Regions from separate parts of the Hordeum vulgare genome. Here region 1 is linked to region 2. Evidence: chromatin contacts called from public Hi-C data. All regions are on one chromosome and are shown on one strand. Each heading gives the region's core, a stretch centred on a gene start, on an enhancer-like site or on the middle of the called end of the contact. The rest is flanking DNA. Distances are from core to core; before and after follow the strand shown. Region 1 holds the start of LOC123397176 (cytoplasmic tRNA 2-thiolation protein 1). Region 2 has its middle 100 kb from the start of LOC123397089.

Region 1 (4,233 bases), core at 1,470-3,969, 310 kb after region 2:
ACTTTAGACTTGAACTGATTAACAAGGAAAATACTTCTCCGACGCCCCCCCCCCCCCCCCCCGGGCACCTGCTAGGGTTCCTCCCCCACATCCACCATGTCGCCGCCCATCGCCGGCAGCACTCGGTCGGCGCCCCGTCCCCGCTCCCCTCTCCTTTCCCCACGCGTGCGCTTCCCCTTCACGAGGTAGGGGCGGCGGCGCTGCAGTTCGGCTTGGCAGCGGTCCGACGACCCGGTGGCGGGTGAGGTGGTGGCGCTGCTCCTTGGTGGCAGTGCAGCGTGGTGGCGTAGGGTGGCCGGTGGCGCGCCCCCGGCCCAGATCTGGGCCCTATGAGCCCCATCTGGGCCCTAGCGGGTCGGCACCCGATGCGGCTTCGATGTCCTCTGCATGGTGAGGAGGAGGAGCAGCTTGGATGGGGGTGGCGACGCCGACGGTGTGCCTGTTGCAGCGTGATGGCGGGAGCTTTGCGGGCTTTGAGGTCCCAGTCGGGCCTCGTATGCTCCTGCTATTGCGTCTGGTCGGCTACCATCATTAACAGTGGAGGTTGAGCCCTCCCGCATGTCGATGGTGTTGTTGTTCCTAGTCCCGGCTCCTTTTGGTCGCTATGCAGGCCTCTCCTTGCGTTGTCGTGGTGAGACGATGTGGGGGCTTCAAGACCGTGTTGGCGCAGGGTGGAGGTTGGTTTGGTGGCAGGCTCTGGAGCGCTCGAGGTGCAGGCTGGGATCGGGGGAAATCCCTGTCCGCCCGGTCGACGCCGACGCGGTGGCGCCTTTGGGTGCCGTCGAACCTTCCTTGAGGGTGTCGGGGGCTACCCTTCCTCGCGCCTCGTCGCGTACCATAGGAAACCCTTGGCAGCAGCGTCGTCATCGTCGCAGTCCTTCTTGAAGGTGTTGATTGGTATCGACGCTTCAGAGTCTTGAAGCTTGGTGGGAGATCCCTGGTGGGCGTAGCGGTCGCGAGGCTTCCTCGTTTTTTATCTATCCGTCGGTATCGGCATTTATTTCTTTTCTACTTTTTTTTATTTCTTTTGGACGTGATTGTGCTGCTTCCGCCTGAGCACCTATCAATGGATGTTTCGGCTGGTTGCTCTGTAATACAAAGCGGGAAAACCCCTTTTTCTTGAACTAATTAACAAGCTAATCCCATTCTAGTGCGCCTTGGTAGAGAGTTTGTCAAGTTGACTTGGAGCCACAATGTATTCAATCGCATCATCCACACCTAATCATGTGCCTTTCCTTCGATGAGCCGTAATTTTCAAACCCTACGTTTCCCACCTTAACATCCTTCTTAGTAGGCCTAACATTCGTGTGTCTGCCACCATTTTCTGAGATATGCAGGTTGAATCTCATGTTTATGTTTCCAAATTTGTTCGCTAAATTCTTCTCTGGAACTAAAAAATTACATATATCGCCACCACTTGATGCACTAGCCATCGTCGGGCTTCCGGTCTCTTGTCTAGCCATGCAGTCCAACTAATAGTGTCGTTGTCACATGCGGAGATGGCCATGGGTCCTTCCTCGCAAGCCAATCCAGCGAACCGGAGCAGTAGATGTTGAACTCTGGTGGCATCGCTAGAGGATAAGGAAAACCCTAGAAAAGACCTAGGGATCTATTGGAGGTAATATTTTGAACAGTTAAGGCATCCTTTGGTTTTAAGGATTTTGTATGAATTATATAGGGTAGAATTTTTAAAGTAAAAGTTCCTTTAAAGCCCTTTAGTTTATAGGAATGGATTCCTATTACTACGTAGGAAGTAGGATAGAAACCAGTCCTTCACATATCACCAGCAAAATAATATTAACCTAGACTTAATGAAAAATGCACATCCTATGCATCACATGACATCTCTTTTACCGAGATAGCGCCTCCATGGACGCTATGCCTTTCAAAGTCGCTACGTCGTTGATCCAATAAGGCCCCGTTCGGTTCCCCTCCACTCCCGGAGGTGTGGAGCTGGGTGTGAACCGCGCCATTAAAATGAGTGATACCTTGTCCCGCTCCAGGAGCGGAGTCGAGGGAGCGGAGAGAAACCGAACGGTTCCTAAATCAGCAGGGAAGAACTTCCCAAATAATTCCCCTCTGTGTCGAGGCAAACAGCAGCTGATGCTCCTCTTATGATTTTCCTAGTCCTATGATATTTCTTCTTTTTAGACAAAAGCCTATAATCCTTCTTCCTTTTAGCCTAGCAAAAAAGCATACCTGGCCAAACGGGCCGGGCTAAATAGGCCGGCCCGCCAGCCCGCCAAGACAGCACGACACGGGTCTGGCCCGACACGATTTAAACGGGTCGTGCCAGGCACGAGGCACGCCTCGGACCGTGCCTGGGTCTGGAGGCTGGGCACGCGGGCCGACACGACACGGATCGTTTATTTTTTTTACATATTTTTAAATATTTTTAATATATATATACATAATATATTGTCCAATAGGTCTAAAAACAAGCCCATGAGGCTGAAATTATGCAGCCCAGCGTGCTAATCGGGCCAACCGACCCGTTTAGTAACCGGGCCGTGCTTGGGCCTGGAGGCGTAGCCCACGGGCTGGCATGGCACGGCCCGATTACTAAACGTGCCTCGGCGGGCCATGCCAGGCCAGGCACGTTTAGCACGGGCCGTGCCGTGCGGTGCCGGGCCGGCCCGTTTGGCCAGCTATAGCAAAAAGTAGCAGCCAGCAGCGCCACTTCCCAGCCCGGCCCAATACTAGCCCGCCTAATCTGGGCCAACCTTGACCCACCAAACTGCCTCCTCCTCCTCCTCCTGTTCGTCCGCCCCCAGCGCCGTGACGCCGCCGAAACCCCTTCGCCGGCGTCCCGGAAAGCAGACTCTGCTCCTCCTCCTGCCGAAGCACGGCTGCTTTACCCCGCAGGTGTCCTCGTCGTATCCCTAGTCCTTACCATCCACCGGACTCGCGCGGGGATAAGACGCATCCAGGCGCCCATGCAGTCGGCCGCCGCTCCGACGAGGGCAGGGAGCCGCCTCTGCAAGCGCTGCGGCGAGCGGAAGGCCGCGCTCAAGCGGCCCAAAACCCTAGAACAGGTGAGCCTCGCCGGCTTCCTTCTTTAGGGGTAGTTCCATGATTCCAGCAACCGGGCGCCTATGGTTTAGCTGTAGCTTCATATGACCCGATTACTGTAGTTTCAGGAAGTGGTGTCTGATATTTGCTTTCAGATATGTAGGGAATGCTTCTATATTGTCTTCGAGGACGAGATTCATCAAACTATTGTTGACAATAATTTGTTTAAAGCCGGTGAGCGTGTGGCAATTGGAGCTTCTGGTGGAAAAGGTATGTGCAGACCCTGTGTTGTATAAATAACAACGTAATAGATGGTTTTTATGCAATGCATATGTTTCATATTCTCTACTCGCTGAATGATAAACACTTTAGTACCGGCTCCTGTTGATCACTTGCATGTCCAATATTCAAGGTTCCATTTACTCCTTGAGAGCCTTGTATTAGAGTGTGTTATCAAAATGTTTGTTCAACCTTCTCGCTGTTGCAGCAGAGATAAATTTTTAAATCAAGATGATCAATTATTCAAGTTAAAAATATAGGTAGTCATGGGTGATGATAACGGTTCATATATTGGCTGTTTCATAAATATGATATACCCCCCTAGAAAAAATATGACTGCAAATGCTCTTCAGCTTATTGTGTAAATGCTTGCTTATCTATCTTGATCCTGTAGCTGTTTATGACAATATTTTTACTGTTATGCAGATTCAACTGTGCTTGCGTATGTGTTATCAGAGTTAAATAAACGTCATAAATATGGTCTCGATTTGTTCCTCTTATCTATTGATGAAGGAATCACAGGCTATAGAGATGACTCCCTAGAAACTGTTAAAAGGAATGAACTACAGGTTTCTCCCCCTTACCCGATACACATAATTCTCTTGCAACTTTTTACTTCTTTGTGTTTTCTTTTGTTCTAATTTTGGCAGGCGTCTAGTTCATGAAACGTAACCCATTTAAATGCACATTCATGTGTTGCTAATTCAACCGTACAATTCACCTACTGCAGTATGGCCTACCACTGAAAATAGTTTCCTATAAGGATCTCTATGACTGGACAATGGATGATATTGTGAAAGCAATTGGCCTGAAAAACAATTGTACTTTTTGTGGTGTTTTTCGACGCCAGGTACCTCCTACTACCTAGCTTTATCTGTAATGCAATTGCGTGCTCATTGATTTATGAATAATTCCATTCTTATTAGGCACTAGACCGAGGTG
Region 2 (3,945 bases), core at 185-2,684:
CGACGTGACCATTACAATTTCTTTAAATATTTTCCATGGTTTTGCCATTATCTTACGGAACAACTTTTTATGGTAACACTAGCTACCTGACGAGTGATGACTACAAAAAAATTCAAATTTTCCCATGCTCTTGAGGAACAATTTCCCCTTACTCTGCCACGTGACCATTACAATTTTTCTAAATCTTTGCCATGATTTTTGTAAACACATTTCTTCTAAAAAATTGCTATTTGATTTTGATATCCAAACACACGACATTTTGTGCTCTATAACATGGTAAATTGTTGTGTATAAGATGGTAATTTATTTAATTAATAAATCTTAAAAATTGTCAAATATTTTTTTAACATATAGGTTGATTTTTATCATGAACATGGCAAGCTTCCTGCTACTTTCTTCATATGAACATTGCTAAACATAACTTACTTTGTACTAACTAGACGACAACACTTTTTTCATACCACATGCCCAACTATATACATATCTGATGACATATCAATTTGCCTATTACCATGGTAAATTATATACATAGCCGATGGCAGATTTGTAGGGAATCTGTTTGTACTAGTCACATGGGAAAAATTTGTATTTTTCCGTTTTCCCTACAACCCATGTAAAATCAAAGATTTTTCGTTGTTTCCCCGCAAAAAAAAAGAATTTTCATTGTTTTTCTACAGATAATTTGGCAACAACTTGTTGTATATCATGGCAATTTGTGTATATTAATCTTTCTGACATACTTTTTTGTAATATTGTCTATTTTCACCTACAACATGGCAAATCTTTTTTTTCAGTTTTCCTCATTTTATTGTATGAAGGGAATGGTGACTGGGCCGGAAGTTCGTGCTGGGGGGGGGGGGGGGGGGGGTGTTTCCTTTTTTTTAACACAGTTCGTGTTGGGGATTCTGGTACGAACCAAAAACACTCGCTCGTCCCCCCTACGGCCTTGTTCGGTTAAGCCACCCACCAGGTGGATTGAAGGAGATTTGGGGGGAATTTGACCTAGATGGGATTTAATCACTGTAAATCTGGAATACCTGTCAATCCTGCACATTTGTCATGCAATCGAACAAGGCCTACGTGAGGAATGATTTGTTTGCGTTGGATCGCCCAGGGAGAATGTCAGTTCCCTACTGAGTACAGACGTCCAAAGGAAAAACCTGAAAACAAGACAATGTTAAGCCTTGGTTCTGAAATAGCAGCGCATGGGCTTATGCAGACCTCGAACCGATCTTGAAATCGGTCGCGCCTACCGGTCTAATTTTGAACATTGCACTGTAGCCATGGAAGTGATGGCTTTGCTACTACTGTGAACACGGAGACTAACGTTGAGCTGTACCGTTGCCGTGGGCCTGCGACATGCGCTCTGCCCGGCTGGGCCTGCATCTGCATGCCTGACTGAGAGCGAGCGATGCATCCCCTCTCCCGCAGTGGGCCACGCGGACGTGGGCGGTAGGCCCGGCCCGGGCGAACCTGTGATAGGGAAACGGCTCGCTGGCCGGCCGGCAGCCGCGGCAGAGAGAGGCAGAGGCAGAGGCAGGGGCACGCAGGCTGGCTTTGCAGCGCTGCCCCCTCGCGCTTTGCGTGGCGGCTCCACACGGGCCTGCCCGGTGGACCTCGTCGCCCAGCCGGTGGGCCTGCCCGGAGCATTTCAAAATTTGCTTTTTTGCTTGCTTAATCTAATTTAATTACTTTATAGTCTTGCTCGATTACTGAATTACGACGTACTGATGCGTTGTCGAAGGGGAGCGTCTGAATTTATCCTCTCAAAAGAAAGAGGGAAATGGGGAAGCATCAGCTGTGCTTATAAACGCCCCGGCAGCTGGAATAACGGCGAGTTAATAAAAAACTAGCCGGTGCAGGCCGCGCGCGGCACGTGCATCGCGCAGGCGACGCACTGCCTCGTCTGCGCCCGCTCATGCGTTCGTCTGCTCTTTGTCCCAACGGACTGCCCGCCCGCCCCCGAGACGGTATGATACGAGGTTTTGCAGGCAGGCAGGCCGTACGTGCGATGGGACACACCATCATGAGCTTTTAGGCTGCCCACGCTCCTCACATTGAGCTTTGCCTGCCACCGTCTCAAAGGAAGACAGCGAGCGGCGCAGCTGCAGCACCCGGCCGGGCAGAGAACGGTGCTACTCCTACATGCATGCAGGGTCCTGCATCCATCCACGCCTGTGCCACGTGAACCTCCCTGTCGCCGCCGCAGAGGCCCGTCCTGTGTGCCTGCCCGTCAAGCGATGGAGGGCGGCCTACCAGTATGTTTGGATTACCATTTTTTTTTTAAATCATTTTTATTAATTATTCAACAAAGGTTTGATAAGAGCATATATCAGATCACCCGAGTTATCACTCACATCTACAAATTCGATAATGTAGAGTGCTCTCATTTTCAACATCTAAAACCGGTATTATCGCTGTTTCATCCACATAACGTATTTGAACCAACAACCGGAGCACCACACCTAAAGTGTACATCACATGCACACGTTTTAGAAGCCGTCATCGAACCGCTCACTCATCTTCAGAAGAGAGATCTGCATCAACCTTGCAGCGCTCGACCATCCAAACGCGAAGACTGTGGAAGATCTGTCGTGCGTAGCACATGCCGACCAAGCATGACATAATGTAGCATGTGTCGGCCAAGCATGATTTGACATCTTAACCGAAACTCCGTGCAAGACGAAGCCGCTACACCCCCTTTGCCTTTCAGTGTTGCTCCACAAACGACGCTTCCAATAGAGAAACGACATCGCACTACCGCCATCGTCCGATCTGGAATACTAGATCCTAGGGTTTCTCGAGTAGCAGCATGAGTGGGTCGGCTATACTTACACGACGATGTCTTCCCTATGTAATGACGTAGAACATCGCCATCGGCATGGTTCTCACCAGCAACCATGTCTCTCCGACTGGCAGCCGGGAGTAGATGACGGATCTTAAGATCTGATCGCCCAGCCTTAGGTCGACCACCTCCAACGAAGGAGAAGGCCATCACCACCATAATCCTTGTGATGCGTGGCAGACCCGAAGTGCCTCCAAGAGCCATTGCCGAGGCTGACGAGAGGCATCAGAAAATGATGTAAGCAACACGCCTAGAACGAGCTCACCTACCACGGTGGCGCCTCTTGTCAATCCCGCTGTGTGCAGCAGAGCCCCTCGACGCGTCCCTACCGATGTTGCCGTCGGCAGTGAAGGGAGTGGTATATGCAGGGGTCGAGTGGAGGATGTGTGAAGGCCGCAGGTGCAGCCTGGCGGCAGCTGCACGAGGTCGGGTTGAGGGAAGTTGGTCCTCGCGGTCCTCGTGTTTGGATTGCCACTGAAGTACATTGATGCTAATGTGGATCATTCGGTCATCTCCAACGCCCAGTGTTAAACCGTATGTAAAAGTATGGATTATGCTGTGCGAACACTTTAAGCTCGCCTGTTGAATGTTTGTGGACCAGTCTATACATTTGAATTTTTGCAAACCGGTAGGAAACCGAAGGAGCTTTACGAAGTTCGTACATCCCTCATGTTGGACACTGACACCCCCACCCCGCATAAAAAACCCATCTCAAACCCCGCTTTTCTTACTCATCCCTCCCTCTTGGTCCCCCTTCTTGTTGTGTATCTGTGTAGGTCGACACCGCCACCGTCGTCGTACTACTCGCTGTATCATCCAGGACTAACCTGACCTTCACCGCTCGACCTGGGAGCCACCCCGACGTGCCTACGCCTCCCTTCCAACCCTAGCTCGGTCGTCGCTTAGGTACACTCCACCCTTGCACATTGTCGTCCATGGTGGACATCGTGCACGGTAAATGTTCGGCCAAATGTTACTTTGAAGCAAACACGATGAATTCCACCTCAGAGTACTTATACGTCGAGTTCATGGATTCGTCCTCCTTAGATGAGGATGGATGTGAGGATGAAATGGCGATAATTCATTCAATTCTCGAAGAT

The links. A called contact is a pair of places that touch in the nucleus more often than the background predicts.
Region 1: a Hi-C map of seedling shows a contact between it and region 2, with 2.4 times the contacts expected there. The contact joins the promoter of LOC123397176 here to the enhancer-like site in region 2. A contact is called at or near these places in 2 of 6 Hi-C or Micro-C datasets (leaf and seedling).

The regions. Positions count from the first base shown.
Region 1 is chr5H:430,788,081-430,792,313 of MorexV3_pseudomolecules_assembly, forward strand. LOC123397176 (cytoplasmic tRNA 2-thiolation protein 1) reads left to right here and starts at 2,720. Exons shown (of 10, transcript XM_045091826.1): 1 at 2,720-3,035; 2 at 3,168-3,282; 3 at 3,718-3,860; 4 at 4,022-4,141; 5 at 4,218-4,233. The coding sequence starts at 2,937.
Region 2 is chr5H:430,475,732-430,479,676 of MorexV3_pseudomolecules_assembly, forward strand. No RefSeq gene overlaps it. Among protein-coding and RNA genes, the nearest start is that of LOC123397089, 100 kb to the right of the region's middle. Within about 2 kb of position 1,435, at least 3 of the 3 cell types and tissues checked have open chromatin away from gene starts, as enhancers often do. A contact at or near this core is called in leaf and seedling, where this site is marked.